2 separate regions of the Larimichthys crocea genome follow, and region 1 is linked to region 2. A link is a contact called in public Hi-C data. All regions are on one chromosome and are shown on one strand. Each heading gives the region's core, a stretch centred on a gene start, on an enhancer-like site or on the middle of the called end of the contact. The rest is flanking DNA. Distances are from core to core; before and after follow the strand shown. Region 1 holds the start of tyr (tyrosinase). Region 2 holds the start of LOC104920115.

Evidence for each region. Hi-C and Micro-C count contacts between places; a contact is called where the count stands out from the background.
Region 1: a contact with region 2 is called in a Hi-C map of muscle, with 4 times the contacts expected there. The contact joins the promoter of tyr here to the promoter of LOC104920115 in region 2. A contact is called at or near these places in 2 of 7 Hi-C or Micro-C datasets (both in muscle).

What each region holds. Positions count from the first base shown.
Region 1 is chrVII:8,448,304-8,454,846 of L_crocea_2.0, forward strand. It overlaps tyr (tyrosinase), which reads left to right and starts at 2,541. Exons shown (of 6, transcript XM_019254738.2): 1 at 2,541-2,678; 2 at 2,949-3,830; 3 at 4,345-4,561; 4 at 5,177-5,324; 5 at 5,455-5,636; 6 at 5,730-6,543. The coding sequence starts at 3,003. The coding sequence ends at 5,974.
Region 2 is chrVII:8,252,663-8,259,135 of L_crocea_2.0, forward strand. It overlaps LOC104920115, which reads left to right and starts at 3,789. Exons shown (of 8, transcript XM_010732272.3): 1 at 3,789-3,848; 2 at 5,866-5,894. The coding sequence starts at 3,843. It overlaps LOC104920114 (cytoplasmic dynein 2 heavy chain 1), which reads right to left and starts at 244. Exons shown (of 82, transcript XM_027280204.1): 1 at 127-244.

The DNA.
Region 1 (6,543 bases), core at 1,291-3,790, 190 kb after region 2:
ACACCCTGGACAAGTCGCCAGTTAATCACAGGACTGACCTAAACGATTAGCTAAAACACATTTTATTTCTTCTGGTACACTCACACAAACATTCATGAGCAACAAATACAAAACCTACACCAACAACTTATTTCCTATAAGACAGCTGTTCACCTGATTGAAACCAGTTAGGTACAGCTCTGCCTGTTTTCAAGATTGGATACAGTCCAATGTTCTGATTTTAAGGCATATTTTCAGTCTTTGATAGTAATTATCTCCTTGGGTAACAAGGTGAAAATGATGTCTCTCCCCTGTAGTAGAAATCAGAAAGATGTATCTTTCATCTGCGCAGGGCGACGGGGTGGATTTTAATATGAATAAGCCTTCTGAAATGAGAAATCAGTCAAACAGAGTCAAATAACCATAAGAAACACCACCAGCTGGTCAGATCATCAGTATCCTCCCTCCTCTCTCGTCTCATACAACTGATGGGGAGGAAACTCTTAGCTGCCTGCAATAAACATGCTGTGATAGACAGTCGCCCTGTGGCGCTCTTGTGTATCAGGCAATAAACGGATCATGCTGCCCTCTTGTGCCTGTTTGAGCAAAAGTGGAAGAGATTTATGAGAAAGTCTCAATCAGGCGTCATTTGGAAATACATCATGACACGTGGGTGTTGAAATATTCATAAGTTCCTCGGGTGGACTGCTTGAGAGTTATAAAGAAGGTGAAATTCTCAATGCGTTCAAAGAAGTTTACGCACACGCACACACACACACACACACACACACACACACACAGTCTGTCTGCCTCTCAGAGGAGCCCTGCGGACAGATTTATCCTGTGATGGTCATTCCTGTGCGCTCTGCTGCGTTCCTGCAGCGGGATAAGCTGCACCCCGTGCCTGGCTCCAGCAGCATGTGACCGGCTTGTGATCCCGAGGTTTGCGCAGATGTCTGCCCTGAGCCCGACTGTACCAGTCTACAGAACTTGAGGGGGAGAAGCATATGAGGGGGGGGGATAAATAAATCTATCCCATCTCTCTCTTTTCATATGAGTTTCCACACATTGCACATTCTTGTTATGTGCAGATGATCGTCACGCTGTACCATGTGCTGCAGATGATGAGAACACTTAGTGCAGTCCTTTATTTTGTAATAAAAAGGTTTCCTAAACCACTTTGTAACTTCAGAAAATTCAGATTTCATAAATAATCATCAATTGTAAGAGGAGTATCTATTCCAGGTGATAAAACAATATTATTGCCACCATTATCACCAGCAGTGTAACTACTGTAAATACAGTTCCTCAAGCACTGTACTAGAAGAAAAAAATAGGGTACATTAATATTTCCGTTTATGGTAGTTTATACCTTTACTTCACTACATTTCAGAGAGAATTATTGTACTTTTTTACTCTACTACAGTAGCTTCACTTACACCAGTTACAACATGAAAATATTGCTTATGAGTAATGCATCAGTGATGCATTTTCAGAAACATTATTGGTTTAGCTTTACTGCTTCTCGACTTGATTTCCAATCTTTCATGTAGAGTAATAAAAATCCAAGATATATTCTGGCTGTTTATTCTCAAAGATTCGATTCGAGATTCAGTAAATCTAAACTGTACGCATAAGCAGAGCTGATTGAAGTTTTAAATATTAAATTCTCCCAAGTGTTCCTTGTGTTGTCCATTTTATTTTGTTTTTATTTTGTGTTTAGACTCATATCTCAGATTTAGACTCAGAACTCGTGCATTATTCTATGTTTTATGTCATTAAAATAAAAGAAACAGACTTTTTATGATAAGTGAGTTTATTTTTAGATGATGTACTCAGACACTTACTGTTTGCAGGCACAGTCCTAATTTGTGCATACAAAACAACATTAGTATGGCAACTTGGGTAGCAATCCTAGCTAACAATGGAGATAGGTCATACTCAAACTGAATCTAAATGAAAAAAATAGTTTTGGTCTGCTTGATTGTTAGCAAATGATGGCTTGAGTTGAGACAAGACAATGATTTAGCATGTTAAATAACTTGTCCAGACTAATTCATCTTATTTTGAATGCATTCCAACATAATCTATCCTCAACAAGTAGATTCTCATGTATTCCCAGTTACAGTTCCCAGTTCATCATCAGCTGAAAGGGAGTCAGCATAATGTCTGACATAGCTAATGAACCGAGGATAAACTAAGTGTTTGGCCATACTATCCAAACTATCCATTCTCTTTAATATACTGTGTAATATTAATTTTCCACCTCCTCTGCTTGTGTTTCTTTTCCATTTCTCACTTTTTTCTGTTTAACAACACACCAAACAGCAAACTTGATCATGCATAAATTTATGGCCAGCCTTTGCTAAATGGAGGGGGTGACAGCACTGATACACACACATACGCATTTTTGCCTGAGGTATAGTGGAGCAGAGGTCATCTGGTCTCAAGACAAATGAAAGAGGAATCAGGAATATTATCCTGAGCATGTGATGGTGTGTGAGTGCACATGCTAGTGTGTGTGTGTGTTCCTTACTGAGTTTTTGAGATCACAATGAGATCACACACTTTGTCAGAGGACAGCCCCTTAAACGACTCAATGAGTAGGCAGGGAACAGGAGACTGTTGGCTGGGTGTAAGAGAGAGGTGAAGAGAGGTGGAAGGAGGTTTGGTAGAGGGTTAGTTGGTAGCACAGAGGGGTAAGTTTCAAGAACCAGCAAGTGGCTTTTTTTTTTTAAAGTTAATAATTGGTTGCTTTTGAATGTAACTGAAGAGTGTGTGGTGTTTAATTTAATCTAAATTGACAGCAGAAGCCATCTCTAGATCAAACTTGGTTGACTTGTATTGCTCTGCTTGTAGCCTAATAAGACATAACTTTTAAGTACTGTATCTACTCCTCTGTGCTGCTTTTGCTTGTCAGCTGCGTAGTCTGAGAGGGTATCAGGATCTGTTGTGTCCGTCTTTTTCAGCAGGACTTTACATTCCCACTGTGGTTAAGACTGGAGTTGTTCTAACTTTTCATCATGAGGAGCCTGTATGTATCTGTAGTTCTGCTGCATCTCATTGGGGCTTGTTTATGCCAATTTCCTCGTCCATGTGCCAACTCAGAGGGACTACGGACCAAAGAGTGTTGTCCAGTGTGGGATGGTGACGGCTCACCCTGCGGCGCCCTATCAGGTCGGGGTTTTTGCACTGAAGTCGAGGTTTCAGATGAGCCCCATGGGCCCCAGTACCCACACAGTGGCATAGATGACAGAGAGCGTTGGCCTTTAGCTTTCTTCAACCGGACGTGTCGCTGTGCTGGAAACTATGGAGGCTTTAACTGTGGTGAATGCAGGTTTGGTTACTGGGGTTCAAACTGTGCTGAGTACAGGGAGTCAGTGCGCAGGAACATCCTGACCATGTCAGTTGCTGACCAACACAAGTTTATCTCTTACCTGAACCTGGCCAAGAACACCATCAGCCGTGACTACGTCATCTCCACAGCAACAAGAGCAGAGATGGGTGAAAACGGTGAGAACCCAATGTTCTCTGACATCAACACCTATGACCTGTTTGTCTGGATGCACTACTATGTGTCCCGGGATGCCTTCTTGGGAGGACCAGGGAATGTATGGAGAGACATCGACTTTGCCCATGAATCTGCAGCATTTCTACCATGGCACAGAGTCTACCTGCTTCACTGGGAGAATGAGATAAGGAAGATGACGGGAGATTTCAACTTCACCATCCCATACTGGGACTGGAGAGATGCCCAATCCTGTGAGGTGTGCACCGATGCTCTGATGGGTGGACGCAACTCCTTGAATCCTAACCTCCTCAGCCCTGGTTCAGTCTTCTCCTCATGGAAGGTAAAACATTTGATCGTCTTGCTGTGTGCGTCTGTGAGTGAAAGTATGTGTAAATGTATGAGCAAATCTTTCTTATCCATCATTAAGAGACTGAAAATTCCTCTCTCCGACAAACAGACAAAAGGCTTATTTTATTTCCTTTTCACTCTGCGGGTCTGTTGTTCTTTTGCTAGTTTAGCCTCCTAATCCAGAGATTTAGTTGGAAACACACATTTTTTAAAAGAATTCACCCTCACTTGATCAGCCAACATGAAATATCAGACTTAAAATCTGCCTTCAGAGGCTTTGTATCCACATCCCAGAAAAGAAATCTAAGACAGCAACTTTATTACAGTTATTTAGAGGAATCTGTCAGAAAATATTGTAGTGGTTTATACTTCAAACAACAATCATTTTCTCACAAAGCAAGCGACACCCCAGCCTGCATAATAGAAGCATTCCTCTGATGGATGGAGCTTTATGGACATCTATAGCCTCATTAAATGTGTGTGTTTGTATGTGTGCATGTGTGTAGGTTATCTGCACCCAGCCAGAGGAGTACAACAGCCGAGAGGCATTGTGTAACGCTACCGGGGAAGGTCCACTGTTGCGTAACCCCGGCAATCATGATCCAAACCGCGTGCCACGAATCCCCACAACAGCTGATGTGGAGTTGATTCTGTCCCTCCCCGACTACGAGACTGAACCCATGGATCGATTCGCCAACAGGAGCTTTAGAAACGCCATAGAGGGTACACACACACATTTATATTACTGTACATGTGTAACCACTGAATATGAACCTTGGGTCTACTGTTTAATCTAGGTAATGAGTTTTGAAAGATTTGTTTTCATGCAATGGTTGGAATACAAGTACTTGTGTGTCCATACATCCAAGAGAAGACTCAAACACAATGCAAGAAGAAATATATGCACCCAGGAAACAGATGCCCAAATCTCCCAAAACATGACAAGTCTTTCAAGAAGGACTGAGTAGTTTATTGCTCAGTTTTATTTGAGCAATATCTTCTTGCTCAAGCCCAGTTTTCTCGTTCACACTAGTGTCTAACTCATAGTTACCTTGAGGCATTTTCTACACGCATCACTCAAAGAGTCAACTCCACTCTAAATGACTTCAACAGTCAGTGGCCTTGAGCTGGTTTTAAGCTCAGTAACTCCCTTGCCTATCATCCATCTTACTTATATGAAGTGTTTCAAAGATGTGAGAAAGAGAGTGAGTACATTCAGCCTATTCAGCTCCTTCTTATTGTTCTATTCATCTCCTTCCCTCATGTAAACCTCCATTCCTTTCACCTCTCTCATGTACATTTTTTTTTCGCTTTGTCTGTTTTTCTTCCCTCCTGCAGGTTTTACCAGTCCAGAGACAGGTATGGCAGTGCAAGGCCAGAGCACCATGCACAATGCCTTGCATGTCTTCATGAACGGCTCCATGTCCTCAGTGCAGGGTTCAGCCAACGACCCCATATTCCTGCTGCACCATGCTTTCATTGACAGGTACACACAAACCTTTTCTACTAATGACACACAGGAAAGGTGTTTTATGGCTCCAAACTGGTGACAATCACCTATTCACTTTCTCAATTATTTCCCTGCCATTTATCTCTCTGTTCCTTCTTTTCTCCAGTATCTATGAGCGCTGGCTCAGAACCCACCAGCCTCTCCGGAGCAGCTATCCACGTGCCAATGCCCCAATTGGCCACAATGATGGTTACTACATGGTGCCCTTCCTCCCTCTCCATAGAAACGGAGACTACTTCCTGTCCAATAAGGCTCTAGGATTTGAGTATGCCTACCTGTTGGATCCTGGTGAGTACAGAACAACAAACAGTTCCAGTAAACAAATGCTTTTGCAGCTTTTCTTTTATATCAAACTGTCTGTCCTGTGTATCTCCACAACAGGCCAGAGGTTTGTTCAGGAGTTCCTGACGCCCTACCTCCAGCAGGCCGAGGAGATCTGGCAGTGGCTCCTGGGAGCCGGGATCCTCGGGGCGCTGATCGCCACAATCATCGCTGCACTGGTTGTTACTGCAAGAAGGAAATGGAAGCGTAATCAGAGGAGGAAGAGGGTGTCAAGCTATGGAGAGAGGCAGCCACTACTGCAAAGCAGCTCAGAGGAAGGCTCATCATATCAGACGACTCTGTAACACACACAGATACTGGACATACATCTGTATATGAATGAACAAACTATTAGAGATGCTGTCATGAAGCAATTGAACGAAATCAATCCCGGTACTTATTTATATATTATATTTGTTATTGATGTGCTGTGATAAATCTATTTAAGCTTTAAAATAATAGATGAGTCAGTAAAGCATCGTCAAAAAATCAGTTCACCCAAACCACAAAGAACATGTTTTTCTGTCATGGTATCTAGCAGATAGTGTGTGTGTTATTGTCTTTGCTTTTGAGATACTTAAGGCTTAGACAACACACTGGAGGTGAAGTGAGTTTTAGCAATAAAAAACTGGTGAACTGACACTTTAAGATCTTCAAAAAGAGATTATGGGAAAAAGAGCAGGAACCCAACAACAGTGTCCCTAATATTTTAGACATTCAATAGATGCAGGAAATATTTTTGTGTAACACAAACTGGCAGGTTTTTGTTCATTATCACAATGTAACACATTGTTAAAATGAAAATGTAAAGATGTATACCTGACACTTGAACTGTGACTTGTTTCATGTGAAAGTGCTCACCTTGGAGTACATT
Region 2 (6,473 bases), core at 2,539-5,038:
TCAGCGAGCTAACCGAGCTAGCTGACGTTAGCTCATCGCCTCTGTAAATTAACGCTGACCGCTTTAGCGAACTGGCCTGACGCAGGTAACTTAGCAAGCTAGATAATAGGAGCCTTGGTTTCGTACCAACCAAATGTTTTGTCTTCGTCAGTTTCGGGTAACTTCGTTACATTATAGCGAAGCTGTAGCAATCTGTTGCTCGGTCTCCAGGATTATGCGTGCGTGGTTACCAGGCAACTTCTTCTTCTGCGGAGTTTAATGGCGGTTGGCAGACGTCATTCCTGTACTAGCGCCAACTGCTGGATTTATCTTTACATTGCAAAACATTCACAGTTCACAAACTGTCTGACTTGGAGCATTTTATAGGTTTTTTCTGAGAAGGTGTTCAAGATGAATATCCAGAATATCCTCTGTACGAGATTGTACCATACCATTTTGTCGCTCTGCATTTGGGCAATCAGCCTTCTCTGTGAAAGCCACAACTCAGAGGAATACCCTACGTGACGATATAAAGAGCTGCAGCTCCATCAGTACATTTAAAACCAAATTAAAAAGTCTGCTAAAGGATACTCAGCTCTGTAGCCACTGACATTGTGGGTGTATGTTATGTGCTATTGTTTGTATTTTGTATTGTGTCCTGTGTGTTTTTTGCTTTGTACTGTTTGTTATTGTGCTGTAATATGTTTTAACTGTGTCTGCAGAAGAGAGTGCAGATGAAAAGTAGCTGGAAGCTAACTCTGGTGCAGTACATCAAATGTAATCGTTTATGTTTAATACTGTACATGGTCCCGTTAAATAAATGAATGAATACTGAATGAATACTTTTCTGCTATCATGTGTCTTCTCAAAGAAAAGATTATGTCATGTCAGGGACTTTTAATTTTAAAAAAAGTAATAAACAATTAGATTTAAATAGTCTCTTTTTTATTTGTGAGTGTTTTAATGAGCTGCAGGGTAACCCTGATCATCTTCTTTTGTGTGCATCGTGTACTTTATATTATACCTATGCTGGATTTAGGTTCACTGGCTGAAAAAATGAAAGTGAAAATGAAAATGTGTTCAAGTGAATGACCTATTCACTTGAACACATTTTCATTTTGAACTGAAATTATGGTCTGAAAATTAGAAATTGAACCAGGGTCCCTCTTTTTCTTTTTCTTCACGTGGCTTCAATGTCAGATACCTACATTTCAGCTGATTTTTTTTTCTTTTTTTCTTTGATAATAAAAAAATATCACAAACCAATTGACACATGGGTCCTGTTGATAATACAGCTGGTGGCTTGTAGAATATAGTTTATTGTTATTGTTTTATTAATCAGTATTCAGAGCAATGGTTCAGTATTTAAATTCAATGTCGCACAGACAGACAGACAGACAGACAGACACACACACACACACACACACACACACACACACACACTCACACACAGAGGGATCCCCTTGATATGTGAAATTTCATTTCTGTCACTGACCTTATATAGATTAAAGGGAAGTGGTCACAACAAACTGTACATGTAAGTAATTGAATCTCTGGGATTAGTAGAGTCTGTATGATGGCCTTTATCTATTGTTGACTTCCTCTCAAACCTGTCTCATAACAGCCTCAAAATACTTCTTGCTACTGCACCTTGAACTATCATTTGGTTTGAATTGCACTGTGTGTGCAGTTCACACGTTTTTCGTATATGAGGTTGCTAAATAAAGCTGGTGAGAGTTAAAATGAGATTGATTTTGGGTTTCAAAAATCCCCTGACTGATGAGAAGTGATTTGTTTATTAACTATTCTGGGGCGTGGTGGTGCTTTCATAGCCTCCCACATCATTCTCAGTGGCCAGCACATTCTCAAATGTTTTTTGGGTAGTCTGTCAAGGAATACACATGGAAAATCCCAAGAAATCCTTGTTTGCTGTATGTTCCCTAAATTCCTAACTAAAGTCAGAACACAATTTTCTAGAATATTTTTCCCCCTTAATATTTAACTGAAAATGTACGTTCATTGTTACAGTTCAAAAACATATTGGCCAGTTGCCATAGAGACCTGATCATGGGCCTGTGTGTGTCAAACCCCACTTTGTCCTTGTAAGAGACCGTTGATGTATTCAGGCTGATCCTCACTTTTCCAGCTAGCCAAAACAGAGCCTTTCTTCCTATGTGTAATTGATTACGAAACAGCTTCGTTTCCTAACCACATTTGCCTAACTCAGTGGAAAGTATCATGAGGTCAATGAAAGTTGTAAATGAGAACTTAAAGAAGCCAAGAAAGGAGTATCAGAGTGCAAAGATAATCACACTGAGCTAACACTGGCATTGTGGGTTGGAGACAGATATATAAATAACCAGCATGCATTCATGAAAATAAATAAAAGTTTATACATTAGAGATTCTGACATGGATTCTGACTGGAAACTCTAGACTTCATGAATGGCAAGTAAGATCAATTAATCAAAATGGATTGATTGGATTGTAAAAAAAAATATGTTTTATCAAATGTGGGAAAAGAACAAAGATCAAAGGCTGAATGTGAAACATGGTGGTTAGAGGTGGTGTTCTGAACAAACCATCTGTGGGAGTATACCGTATACAGTTCTGAGAAAATAGCACCGCACCTGTGTCTAACAAAACATCAAACACAGGGCACTTTGACCCAAAAGCCACAGTTCACCAGATTACAGAGTACAAAGTTACAAAGTCACACACAAATTCACTGATCATATATATAGCCATGCATTTCCGGTACAAGTAAAAGTGAGTTCATAGGGCCCACTTTGGTGCCACAATGCATTGCTGTTTTGTGAATTTGTGATATTGTGTCATTAATGTCCACTTCATATCACCCTCTTCAGACTAATCACTGCAACTTGAAAAAAGGACAGACTAGAGATACTGCTGGATGAACAAATCACTCAAAGTGCAATCTCACATTTCCTCACAAGCTTAAGTTATTTGCGGGACTAGCATGACTAGAATTGCCTCATGTCAGATTATTGACGCAAGAAGACTCTCTCTCTCCTTTCACAATGGAATATTAGTTTATTGCTTACCCATAATAGACTAATCGAGTCATTGGTTTCACTTCTCCCATGGAATCCCTTTTAATTGTGTAGCTGTGCATTTCTGTAAATGTTTGCCCTCCAAGCTTTTTGTCAAATTTTAGCTAGTTTACTGACAACTAAGGGAATGTTTCCTCGAGGCAAATCCAAAATGCAACAAATTTAGAGTCATTAAACTTAAGTTAACTCTGATATTTCATTTTATCTTTCTCCTCATTGAAGATTCTTTGTGGACTAATCAGCCATATCAACTGAGACACATCATGTCAAACCTACAACACAAAACAATTGTTTTTGTCATGTCTGTTTGTTTGTTTTCCAAAGAATCTATGTTGCATGGTCAGGTGAGACTGAGCTGACGAACAAACAAGGAAGTTCAGTTAAGTTTTCTTCCTTCTGTGACGTCGCAATAAATGTAGTGAAAGCACACGCACAGACATGTCACCACGCTCAACCCTCACGCCCACATTGTTAGATGGAATTCTGTTTCAAGCTCAACCCAAGTTACATATTCAAGTTAAATCTCAGTAAAACAAACATTAGTTACATACAGTATTATATTTGTTCCTATCGTGTTGTATTCAGAGATACAACAAGTTTTGTACAACTATAAAAACAATACAGTGTAAAGTTATGTTGTTGTATATTGCTGATATATGGCTTAAAAAAGGGTGTGAAAAAAAAACATTAATGTCAAATGACTCATAAGGCTCCACCCAGCAACCGTACACTGTATGAAGAGGAAGTGTTACGCCTTACTCTCACTCATAGACGAAGAGCTCGAGACAGCATGATGGTAAGAGCTTTCTTCCTTGTCTTTCTGGAAGACAAATAATATTGCGTTTAAGCCTATTACTTTTTATCATGCTGATGTTAGAAAGGACATCATGGACAGGTATTAACATAGCTTTCTGTATAAAAGAAATATCTGAAATGTCATTGAGCAGCAGCCCGTGAATGTTATGCATGTGTGCATGTGTGTGTGGGGGGGGGCTTATAGCCTCTCAAAATCTAAATCTTTATAGGAAGAGGTTGGTTTCAATTGCTCCCTATGCCATAATTATGTACTCTGTTTTAGCCACACGTAAACTAACACCTGCACGCATACCAGACAATTTTTCAACAGCGGTTATGACTAAGTGAATATGTGAACAGTGTAAATCATTGATACTTGTATAAATGTATTTGTTCATTTTATTCATGACTGGTTTAGTTGAAGGATATTGTGGCCAAGTGACTAAAGTTAAAGATACTCTAGGAATTAGAACTGTTTATGAAAGAGCTATCTAGTATTCATAACAGTCGTTATCTAAAATTGTAGTTAATCATACTTGTAATCCTAACTGAATTAAAGAAGTCAGCTTGTATTGTGAAAGATACAGTGATTTGTAAAGCAGTGTAGCAACAGCTAAACAAATAAAACTCTTCTGCCAGAGGTTTATTACCATAATTTCATCACCCTCATGTGAAGTATCAGCTTCTATATTAAAACGGCATCAGATGACTGAATGTTGTAAGACTGGTATGTGGTTTTGTAGCTTATCTAGCAGCCAAAGTGTAATTGCATGCTGCTAAGTGTTTCCTTGAAAACCAATGCAGCCAGCAACTAGGGCATTCCAAATCGCATTACATCATGTGGGAATCTCCATAATAATACATACGGCATTCATTTAAGAAACAGTTAATGCCGTAAGGAAATCGTTCTCCCAAATTCACCTATACCTACTGTAAGTTAGGTGGACAAAAAGTACCAAATATTGTAATAAGAAATTAGGGAAAGCTCACAATTCATTCCACACTTCCATCTGCTATCACGTTTCCTGAAACTAAAGAAAAATTGTACAGTACTTTAGGTAATCATATTAACCATGGGAATTTCCTCAGATGTGGTTTCTGGTGAGGAGCACAAGGCTATTCAGAATGAATCATGGTGTAGGTGATTCCCCGGGGAATCCTCTGTCTAACTTCATTTTTTTAGCACTTGCTTTATTCTATTCTGTGAATTTGTGTTTTAAGCAGGCTACAAAGTTTCAGTACAAAGAACTGCTCTCAAAAACTGAAAGTAGACTGCGTTATTTCTAGACTACATGTGTACACTATGAGTAAAATTAGACCAGGTTTCTCAGAAGACAAGGTGTGTGATGTATTTAAATTTCACAATCTGTTTATATTTTTTTATCCTGGCAAAACAATTGAGATATTGTTTACTACGTGGGAATTCCCTAAACCTTAGATGGCTACTAGCTTCTACAACATCACAACTAATTTACAGAAATATGAACTAACTGATACTTTCAGTATTTGGTAACTATAAAGCACATACAAAACAACATAAACTAGTAGGCACTGTTTGAGGTGTGATGGTAGATTCAGGAATACACCCTCCTGCAGAACAGAAACAGATCTCTGATAAGTCTCACTGGGACTTTCCTGTAGCTTGGTCTCTGTTGAAAACAGTTCCTTTGGATGTGTTTATGAATCCTCATACAATCATGTGAGCTAGCACTATTACACTACTACTTACTACTACACAGTTTTAGACAATATATGTAGTAGGGGGCTCTGTTCCATTCTTTATGAACTATGAGGTTCTGGTGGTACACTATTTCCCATAATGATTTTCAAAGTATGTAAGCTTAAGACATGTAAACAAAGACAACTTATTTCAGCATGACAGGACATTTTTGATTGCTGCATGAGCACTCTACTATGAATGCTTGGATGGATTCCTGCCTGATTAATGCGGCTGTTCACAGATTCAAAAATGTAAACATAATGAGATAAGTGATCAACTTATTTTTTCTTTTCAACAGGCAACACCTTGCAAGCCACAGTGTTTCCCGTAAGTACCCCACTTATTGTCTGAAACTGTCTGCAGTTGACATTGAAAAGCTGTGACTCACACACAACTTACCCCAGCCTGCTGACAGATGTTAACAGAGAATGATGTCATCAGTAAAGTCAGAGGGTCAGCACTCTTCTTTAATGAAGTGTTATGCTTTCAATAGTAAGTAGTGATGTAGTCATGAAAAGTATACTAACCCATGTGACTGGAACAAGGCTAGTCCTTGTGACTCTTGTGACTTTCTGATTCAAACACCCTCTTGATTCTTACTGTAAGTTGACCACAAAGGTTTGCCAGAAAAAAAAAATACTGAAACAAACAAATTGCACAAATGACTACCTACAAGATCCTTCCGTATCAAGGGTCATCAACTGACTTTACAGTACTGTACTATAAATGTATCACAGCAAGTTTGGAGGTCAGGGTTACAAGGAACGAGGAACGGGGAACTAATGATAAGGACCTAGACAGAAACTTGCTCACATATTCCTTCTAGTGAAGCCTATGTATTTGTTTTTGTAAGACAGAGATGGGACAGTTTCCTTTCAACTTTAGGAAGACTTGGTGACAGAGGAG